2 separate regions of the Mus musculus genome follow, and region 2 is linked to region 1. Evidence: chromatin contacts called from public HiChIP or PLAC-seq data. All regions are on one chromosome and are shown on one strand. Each heading gives the region's core, a stretch centred on a gene start, on an enhancer-like site or on the middle of the called end of the contact. The rest is flanking DNA. Distances are from core to core; before and after follow the strand shown.

Region 1 (5,103 bases), core at 1,361-3,860:
TGTGTGTGTCTGTGTCTGTGTCTGTGTCTGTGTCTGTGTCTGTGTCTGTGTGTATGTGTGTGTTCCTGGGTGGGTGGCTGCGCCCTTGTATTCCTCCAGGAGCCAAAGAGGCATAGCAAATCTCACTGCTACAAAAAAAAAAAAAAAACATCCAGTCCCCTGGAAAGGGTGTCTGTTAGGTTAGCTTCTGGATGAGGCTTTTCAGAGGTGGGGCCATTCTGACAGAAAGCTCAGCCTATATACAGGAGTGATCTCCACCCTGGAAAGGCCCTCTTGTCCTTCCTACACTTGCAGCATCTGGGTAGCAGCCTAAGAAATCCTCTAGGCCAGCCTGGGTGTGGTTGGTGAGCCAATCAGCTGCATAGAAAGACAGTTCAAACAGGATTTTTCTCTGTTTTTTGTCTTTAGAGTTACTGTTTTCTTTGGTAAGCATGAACTGAGAATCAGAACCACAGACAGATGCACAAAGATACCAAATATGGTGGGTTCAGTGGTTAAGAGCACTGACTGCCCTTGCAGAGGACCATGCTTTTTTTTTTTAGCATCGTCAAGGTAGCTTACAACCATCTTGAGTTCTGGTTCCAGGAGGTCTGAAGCCCTCTTCTGACCTCTCCAGGCTCCTGCATGCACATGATGCACACGCACACATAAAAATAAAAGCCAGGTGGAGAGCTGGTGAGATGGCTCAGTGGGTAAGAACACTGACCGCTCTTCTGAAGGTCCTGAGTTCAAATCCCAGCAACCACATGGCGGCTCACAACCACCTGTAATGAGATCTGATGCCATCTCCTGGTGTGTCTGAAGACAGCTACAGTGTACTTATTTATAATAATAAATAAATTTCTGGGCTGGAGCAAGCAGGGATGGAGCGAGCAGGGCTGACAAGAGTGAGCAGAGGTCCTAAATTCAATTCCCCAAAACCAGTTGAAGGCTCACAATTATCTGTACAGCTACAGTATATACACATACATAAAGTAAATAAATAAATCTTAAAACAAAACAAAACAAAACAAAACTGTTGGGCGGTGGTGGTGCATGCCTTTAATCCCAGCACTTGGGAGGCAGAGACAGGCGGATTTCTGAGTTTGAGGCCAGCCTGGTCTACAAAGTGAGTTCCAGGACAGCCAGGACTATACAGAGAAACCCTGTCTCGATGAAAACAAACAAACAAACAAAACCCTAGGTGGAAAGTGATAGAGTATGATACCCAGAATTCTCCTCTAGCCTGCAGCTGCCAGTGGCCATGGGTTACTGGGTTCCTGAAAGGAAAGCTGGGGATGGATGGGAAGGATGACTAGAGAAATAACAAGCCAAGGCAAAGTTCTCTGAACAAGGCTCAATATAGTCTTAAATTTAAAGGGGGGAGACCCATCCCCCACTTTGTCAGGATCACCTCAGGAAAGCAAGCTCAGCTGTTCTGCAGGTAGCTTCTTGCAGGAAGCTGCAGATGTGGCAGACAAAAGACTTCACCTAGGTCAGAAGACTCCACCCTGGGTGGGCTAGCCTACTGTGGCAGAAACCGGTCTGATTCAGCCAGCTCAAGGCTGGGGGGAAGGGCACACTAGCCTCCACATGTAGTGTGTGTACATGTGGCAGACACACAGGAAACAGTCTCATAACTGATGCTGACTGTACCGGAGTCAGCGTGAATCAGAGAACTTCTTTACAGTCAGTTCCAAGACAGAAAAGTAGAGGAAAATTAGTGTTTCTGTGACCTGATTTCCATCTGAGGCATTCTAGCTCCATGGCTTATCCTCAGAGTGTTACCAGCCATGAATGATTGACAAACAATGGTCAACAGAAGCAAGAGCGTTAGCAGTCATGAGTGGTTGACAAAAGCCACAGTATATTTCATCAATTTGGTGGGTGCAAAAATAATAGCAGTTTTTGCATTGCTGAAAATTTTAATATTGGAATATAGTTGTAAGGTTTATTGTTATTTTTTGTTATGTGTATGAGAATGTATTTGTGAGGATGTAAGCAGTATGTGTGTCTGTTTTCCTGCTGAGGCCAGAAGAGTGTGTTAGATCCCTAGTAGGTGGAGTTACAGGTAGTGTTGAGCTGCCTAATATGAATGCTGACAGCTGAACTCAGGTCCTCTGCAGTAGCAGTATGTGCGCTTAACCTCTGGGCCATCGGTCCAGCTCATGGAGTATATTGATAAATGTGGCTATGTTGTATGTCGTTTAATATGTGTTTCCTGCTTTTTTTTCTTTCTTTCTTTTGTTTTTTCGAGACAGGGTTTCTTCTCTGTGTAGCCCTGGCTGTCCTGGAACTCACTCTGTAGACCATGCTGGCCTCGAACTCAGAAATCCTCCTCGTGTGCCACCACTTCCCGGCCGGGTCATAGCTTTTTTAACCTTTAAATAAAGAGCTTTTGTTGGGAATTCAAACCGAGGTCTTTAGAAGGTGACCCTAGGCATCTCAGGCTGAGAGCTGGTTTGTGTTCCTCTGGAATTGTGTGAGAAGTAATCCCAGGACTCAGGGTGTCGCCTGAGCCCATCCCGGGGCGGGATGGCGGCCGCACTGCGCAGGAGCGGAAGCTGCGCTGCCCTTCCCCCACCGACTTCCGGCTGCCGCTCTGGTTCTCCCGCCTCCGACTGTGAGGCGGCTCGTAGACGTCCCGCCATGGCACTGTCGCGGGGGTTGCCCCGGGAGCTGGCCGAGGCGGTGTCCGGCGGCCGGGTGCTGGTGGTTGGCGCGGGTGGGATCGGCTGTGAGCTGCTCAAGAACCTGGTGCTCACTGGCTTCTCCCACATCGACCTGGTGAGGCCCGGGCTCCGGGTGAATGGCGGTCTGCCTGCGGGGCCCGGTTCCGGGCGGGAGTCAGGGCGGCGCGGCCCGAGAGGCCTGGGGTTAGGATCACCGTGCGGGAAGCGGGTTGGTGGGACGCGGGACTCCGGCTCTCCGGACCTCCTGTTCGCGGCCCTCGGCTCCCTGGGCCTGCGCGCGCCGCCTCCCGAGGCAGTTTCCCCAGTTACACTGGGATGCAAGAAGAGACCCTGTAGATGCTGTGACTTTAATTCAAATATTCTCCAACTTAAAATAACGATCCCGCGGCCGAGCGGTTTGCAGCCACCAGCCACAGCACGCCGGGCGTGCACACGTGCATTCATTCCCGAGTCTGCCACCGGCCCTCAGGTTGCAAGTGCTGTCTGCATCCCGTTTTATTTTTAACAGATGAGGAAAGTGAGACGCTATGAGGTTGAGTAACTTACCCTGGGGGCACGCCGTAAGTGGCTGGTTAGACTCCTTGGGGCTCGCGCTCCTCTGGTCTGGGCATCGTGCAGATCCGTGTTTATGTCATTATAGATACTCCCTGGGGTTTGCAGGATTGGGTGACAGACTGTAATCCGTGCATCGAGAGACTGTAGAACTGGAAGTTTGAGGTCCGCTTGGGCTACGTAGCAACATCTTACCCAAGAAATTAAAAAAAAATTTTTTTTTTTGGTTGTCAGGATTCTTAAGTTTTGCGTTAGCGTAATGTGCAATGACAGGAAACCCCTGTAATTTGTGAATGTGTTGGAGATATTATATGAACCTTGGATGTGAATTGAAGATGCCTTAAGGTTTAACAGAAACACGGGATGAAATTGCAGGTGTCAGGGTTTCAGCTGAGGCAGAATTGGAGGGAAACATTCTTCATTGGTCAGGCTTCACACCCAGTTTTGGTCCATAGAAAATAGTATAATCCATAATATGCTAGTGACGCTTGATGCTATTTTAAGAGTAGATTTTTCAATAGACAGGAGTGAATTGAAAAAGTAAATGCTTGTTCTCTGTTTTAATTTTCTTTGGTTAAATTTTTATAGTGAACTTTGAAGTACAAATGAATATTTCAATGATTATGTTCCATAATTTTCCCATACTACTCTAAACTTTAGAATGTTTGATGATGAGAACATTTTGTTGCTTATGTAAGTTTGTTGAAATAGAATGTAAATGATGTTAATTCTTTTCCCCTTTAAAGTAGCAATTAGATTAAAATTTAATTTTACTTTAAACTTTTTCCTTTATTTTACGTGTATGGGCCATTTGCCTGCATTGTGTCTGTGCCTGGTGCCCCCAGAGGCCAGAAGGGGGCGTTGGATCCCTGGAGCTGGTGTTAGCAATGGCTGTGACTCACCATGTTGAGCCTGAAAATTGAACCCCTGGTCCTATGCAAGAGCAGCCAGCACTCTTAACTGTTTAGCCATCTACGACGGCTCCTAGACTAGATTTTACTTTACTTATTTATTTTACCATACATAGGGCATTTTCTTCAACAGCCCTCAAGTAATCCTGAGTGAATGTGTAGATAAGGAATTAACGTGAGTGTGGTGGCTTACATCTTTAATTCCAGCACTAGGAGGCAGAGGCAGACTGACCTCTGTATTCTGTATGTTCCAGGCCAGCCTGGTCTACAAAGAGAGTTCCAGGGGATCTGAGGCTGTTACACAGAGAAACCATCTCAAAAAAAAAGAAAGAATGAAAGTAACTAACATGCTCCATATTGCTTAATGAGAAATGACATGGCACGGGAAATCAGAAATTATCAGACAGATGGGTGTTTTTTGTGTGTGGAGGCCAGAGGACAACTTCAAGGTTCGTTCTCCCTGGGCATTGTCGAGCAGTTACTGAGGCAGGGTCTCTTTCTACCCTGGAACTCTGCAGATGTACTAGGCTAACTGGCTAGTGAGTCCAGGAATTCCTCCTAGCCCCACTGCCCTGGCTCTGGAATTGCAAAGGCTTGCCACTGTGCCCAGCTTGTTTTAACGTGGCTTTTGAAGTATCAAACTCTGCTCCTTGTAGCTGGCAGTGCAGCCGCTTTTTTTTTTTTTAAGATTTATTTATTTAATATATGTGAGTACAGTGAGTACACTTTAGCTGTCTTCAGACACGCCAGAAGAGGGCATCAGACCCAATTATGGATGGTTGTGAGCCACCATGTGGTTGCTGGGAATTGAACTCAGGACCTCTGGAAGAGCAGCCAGTGCTAGTAACTGCTGAGCCATGTCTCCAGCCCCAGGGCAGCCACTTTACTGCCTTCAATCTCCTTGGCCTAGAAAACTACTTATTTACTGAATTTTGAGGCAGAGTCTCTGTTTGTAGCCCTGGTTGGTC
Region 2 (5,103 bases), core at 1,521-4,020, 180 kb before region 1:
GGGCTGCATAGATTTGCTGAAAGATGCACTTTTTGGGTTGATGTGCTAATGTCCCTCTTACATAACAGAGAAAGGAGACCAACTTGGGCTGAAGAAAGAAGGTTAAATGCTGAAACTTTTGGCATCCCGCTTCGTCCAAACCGTGGCCGTGGAGGCTACCGAGGCAGAGGAGGCCTTGGCTTCCGTGGTGGCAGAGGGCGTGGTAGTGGCCGAGGAGGAACCTTCACTGCCCCTCGAGGGTTTCGTGCTGGATTCAGAGGCGCTCGTGGTGGTAGGGAGTTTGCAGACTTTGAATATAGGGTAAGTATAGCTGCATGCTGTGGGGATGGCATTCAGAACGTTTTACTTTTATCTATTTTCGCAGAATCATTTTTAAAACATTAGAATAACTTTTAGTTTAACTTCCTGGAGAATATACATGTATGATTAGATTATTTATTTTAATTTAAAGGACAGTGATTTCTTGGCTAATGAATAGGAAAGAGCTGAGTGTGGGTGATGCATGCCTTTAATCTCAGCACTGGAGGATCTCTGAATTCCAAGACAGCCAGAGCCACATAGTGAGACTTGTCTCAAAGAAAAAGAATAATATATTAAGTAATTAAATCGTATTGGACTAAGCAGTAGCTGGAGTGCTGCCTGAAGCCTAACTGCTCTTTCAGCCAAAGGAAGGAAGAATAGGAAGGTGACGGTTTGTCTTTTTATTAGAGCCATGAGTCTAGATATCATGAACCAGGAAAATCTCTTAAACACTCCCTCCACACAAGAAAAAAGGATGATCTGCTATGCCAAGCGTGGTGGCGCACACCTTTAATCCCAGCACTTGGGAGGCAAAGGCAGGCGGATTTCTGAGTTCGAGGCCATCCTGGTCTACAAAGTGAGTTCTAAGGGCCACTAAAGCTGTATAATAAAAAATGACTGTAGTATCGCCTTTATTTCATATTACTAGATTTTTACACTTTAATATCAAAGGAAGCAATGCAAACCTGTACATCTGAGGGCATTGGTGTTCCCGTAGTAGTGAGTGAGAAACAGGCATGGTGCTGAATGTTTTCACACTAACTCATTTAAGCCTCATGTCAGCTCTGTGAGATGGGTTCTATTATTATCTAACTTTTACAAAGAAACAGATACAGAGATATTAAGTAGCCTGTCCAAGGTCACAGGAGCAGAGAGGGATGATCCTGAGTACTGAGCCGAGCAGGTTGGCTCTTGAGTCACTGCTCTTAATATAGGTTTGTAGGGAACTCACTTGGCTCCTGTCTTCTTTGTAAGGCGTGCTCTCGAGAACCATCGGGTATATTAGCATTCACCAACAGCTGTGGGAGAACTCTGTGGCTCTACGCAGTGTTTTTGTGTACAGTCTATCCAGTGAAAGAGGCCAGTTAATAAGGAAGCATTGCAGCTATCTTATTAAAGGGTCCTAGTTTATTGTCAAGGAAAGAAAATAGAAAAGGGCAAAATCCTGTTATACAGAGAGCCACTGATAATAACAAAAGACAGTTGCAAAAATTTGCTGATAGGAGTTTTGTTGTCCAGTTTTTAAAACCAGCCATTGTTGAGGGTCTATGTGGAAGGACGTTGGTATTCGTGGCTTTGGGACCAGCTATGTTGATTTTAATATCTTGGATATTGTGCCCAGCCACACAATTACAAGACCCCTTCAGAGCTCAGAGCTCCTCACATCATGGACTGCTCTTGCTTATCTGGTGTCTTAGAGTTACCAGTGACCCCAGCATAGCTCAGTAGTTCTTCCTCAAGTGGAGTACTTGACACTGATGATTAGCCACTGACTTGGGGTTTGTCTTTCCTTCATTCCTTTCTCTCTTTTTCCTTTTGAGACAGGGTCTTCCTGTGTAGCCCTGGATGTCCTGAAACTCATTATGTAGACCAGGCTGGCCTCAAACTCACAGACCCCAGACTCTGTGACTAAAGCTGTATGACACCCTGTCTAGCCTTAATTTCTTTAATACTCTTCGATTTTGTCTGAAACATTCTATATGTCGTTTCATGATCTGTTTCTCTCTCCTCATCAGAAATCTAGTATTGTGTCTAGTCCTGTTGACTGTGGGGCCACCCTCTGCAGCCTTGTGCGTTTTTGAGTGCCCACAATATTCTTATCTAGAGTTGTGTTTGTTTGTTTGTTTGTTTTTTCTCTTTCTAACTTACAATTTCCTCCCTCCCTTCCTTCCTTGCTTCCTTCCTTCCACCTAATGCTGCCTAGAATGTTTAGGGATTGGTAGAAGGTATCTTACACACAAAGTCAGAATCCCAGTAGCCAAGGCTGGCCTCAAATTTCTGTGTAGTTGAAGGTGATCATGAACTTCTGATCTTCTTGCCTCTGCCTCCCAAGTGCTGGAGTTATACGTGTGGGCCACCATACCTGAGTTTTGTGTGATAGGGATTGAGCTCAGGGTCTCACGAATGCTAGGCAAGCACTCTTTCAACTGAGCTATACCCCAGTCTTCAGTATTCTTGAGAGAGAAGGTGAGTGTGAGCTGCTGTGTGTATGCTGGTGTGCTCACAGTCACCCATGTGTGCTTTCTTGCTCAGATACTTTCACTCCCTCTTCTGTGAGTTTGCCTACTTGTTGTTTTGTCTCACATATTGCTTCTGCCGTATATTTCTTGGGTCCCACCTACTTTGTGTCCTTAGACTGACCTTGCCCCTTTTCTGGGTTGTTCTGGGTAAACCATTCATATGTGACCACCTCACTACATCCATTAATTTGGAATGCCAACTATATGACGCCCACAGATGAAATTCCTGACAAGTAGTTTATGACAGGAAGGGTTCCAGGGAACGACCCACCCAGGGAGGGAAGGCACAGCAGTGGGTGCTTGAGGAGGCTGCTCACACGACACCAGCAGCTGGGAAGTAAAGACAGTTGAGTGCTGCTGCTCAGGTCTTCCTCTTCTCAGTTCAGGACCCCAAGCCCGTATTCATTCTCACCCCCAGCCTCAATCCTGTCAAACAGACAATCAGGATTAGCCATCACACCTAAACTCCCTTAGACATTTACAGTGATTCTCATTGTGAAACGAGAAGCTTTGTCCTGGAGCACTGAACTCTTTTCTAAAGCATTATGTCCTGCTAAACCCCCGGAGTGGAAGTTGCTGCTCTGGGCAGCCTTACTAAGATCAGCTGGTTTAGTGTATGAGCACTGACTGGTGTGAGTGTCAGTAAGAAAGGGGATGTCTGGATTGGGATATGAGTGTAGTCAACTTCTTTCTCATATGCTACTGTTAAGTAGTTTCAGTGACTGTGGTGGGTAATACATTTGAGTCTTATATTCAGTCAGAGATCCTGAGACAATGAGGAATTTGGAATGGAGACTGGAGGTGACTCAGTTTGGTTACCAACACCCATGTCATATCTGCCTGTAACTCCAGTGCCAGGCAGTCCTCTGGCTTCCACAGGCATGCATACACAGAGAGACAAATGATATATATGGAGGTTTTTTTGTTTCTGTTTTTAAATTTGGGCGGGTGTGGGAAGAATCTGAAATGACTCAGTCTCTTTCCTTCCCCTTTTATTTTCTTCTCCCTCCCTTACCCCCTTTCTCTCCCTGTCTTTCTCCTATCTTTTTTTTTAACCTTTCAGAAAACCACGGCTTTTGGACCCTAAAAGGTCTGGATTGGTCATACTGCTTTCTGAAAGGTAAAAAAAGAAAAGAAAGAAAGAAATTGGGAGGTGTGAAGGTTGGTTTGGTGGGGACAGAGGGCTATCTTTAGTTTGGTACTTGTTTCTAGACCAGCTTGTACGTTGCCATGTGTGTTTCAGTTTAAAGTAACAGAACACACAGTTTGGTATTGTACCCTCAGAGGAAGTTTTTCAACTAGGAAGTAGCTGACCTCCTGTAACTGGGATGTACATCTGTAAAAATTAGATGTGGTACAGGGTGTGGTTGTACACACCTTTAATCCCAACAGTTGGGAGGCAGAGGCAGAAGAATTTCTGAATTCCAGGTCAGCCAGGGCAGTTACACAGAAAAACCCTGTCTCTTGGGGAGGCGGGGGGTGGGGGGGATAGGTATGGCCATCATTCTGTGTATGAGGGGGATTGGCTCCAAAATCCCTATAAATCCCAAAATCCATTCATGCTCAAGTCCCTAGATACTGTATTTACATAGAACCCATCATATCCTCTTACCTGTTTGTGGACGCTAGGGATTGAACATGGAGCTTCACTTATGCTCCACAAGCTAAGCTGTATCTAACCTGCAGATGACGTAATACAGCCATGCAGGGTGATAGTATGCAGATAGTTATTATAACCTGCAGATGACTTGTAATACAGCCATGCAGGGTGATAGTATGCAGATAGTTATTATAACCTGCAGATGATGTAATACAGCCATGCAGGGTGATAGTATGCAGATAGTGGTTAGACCCTAAAGAGCATAAGTACAAAGAGATTTCAACATGTTTCCTACACATGTAGACACATAAACACTCATGTGTAGTTTTTATCCACACCTGAAAAGATAAAGGGAATGAATGGACTATGTAGTAACTGCGTGTCTGAGAGGAAACAGAAGTCCCTGGCTACAAAGTAAACTTTGAGTTTAGGGTTGATCTCACTGGAACCTCCTTCAGAGCTAGTTTGTATTTCTTATTGGTTATGGTGTTTAATTTTCCCAGTTAAAATTGTTTTTCAAACTTATTTCAAATTTAAGAGTTTTGTTTTGTTTTTTAATTTTTATTAGCTTACAAAGATTTTTTTTTAAGGCCTGATCTTATATGGCTTAAAATGGCCTAGAGCTTGCTGTGTAACAAAGGATGACTGAATTTTTCTCTTGACTACATGTCCATAGAGGCATGCGCCACCACAACTTACATGATGGTGGAGATAAAGCCAAGGGCTTCCTGCATGCTAGGTTAAGGCTTGCGAAGTAAGGTACATCTTAACCCTTTAGGAGGAAGTATTTTGGGGAGGTAGAGATAAAGCTTAACAGTTCAGAGTGCTTGCTGCTCTTGCAGAAGACCCAAGTGTGGGTTCCAGTACTCGTATTGGGCTGCTCGGATCTCTTACACCACCTGTACCTCCAGCTCCAGGGACCCAGTACCTTCTCCTGGCCTCTGCGAAAACAGACATACACAC

Evidence for each region. HiChIP or PLAC-seq counts read pairs in DNA pulled down with a chosen protein or histone mark.
Region 2: a contact with region 1 is called in an H3K4me3 HiChIP or PLAC-seq map of bone marrow-derived macrophages, with 2.5 times the contacts expected there. The contact joins the enhancer-like site here to the promoter of Uba2 in region 1. A contact is called at or near these places in 2 of 39 promoter capture datasets (embryonic stem cells and liver), 18 of 484 Hi-C or Micro-C datasets (Th1 cells, adipose-derived mesenchymal stem cells, bone marrow-derived macrophages and 10 more), 5 of 115 datasets of contacts at active chromatin or transcription factors (bone marrow-derived macrophages, embryonic stem cells, epiblast stem cells and 1 more) and 3 of 9 other capture datasets (adipose tissue, liver and pancreatic islet).

What each region holds. Positions count from the first base shown.
Region 1 is chr7:34,166,036-34,171,138 of GRCm38.p6, reverse strand. Uba2 (ubiquitin-like modifier activating enzyme 2) reads left to right here and starts at 2,610. Exons shown (of 17, transcript NM_016682.2): 1 at 2,610-2,766. The coding sequence starts at 2,629.
Region 2 is chr7:34,346,483-34,351,585 of GRCm38.p6, reverse strand. Lsm14a (LSM14A mRNA processing body assembly factor) reads left to right here. Exons shown (of 11, transcript NM_025948.3): 9 at 69-300; 10 at 3,604-3,660. The coding sequence ends at 3,627. Among named protein-coding and RNA genes, the nearest start is that of Garre1, 35 kb to the right of the region's middle. Within about 2 kb of position 2,770, at least 58 of the 459 cell types and tissues checked have an H3K27ac peak or open chromatin away from gene starts, as enhancers often do. A contact at or near this core is called in adipose-derived mesenchymal stem cells, bone marrow-derived macrophages and pancreatic cancer cells, where this site is marked.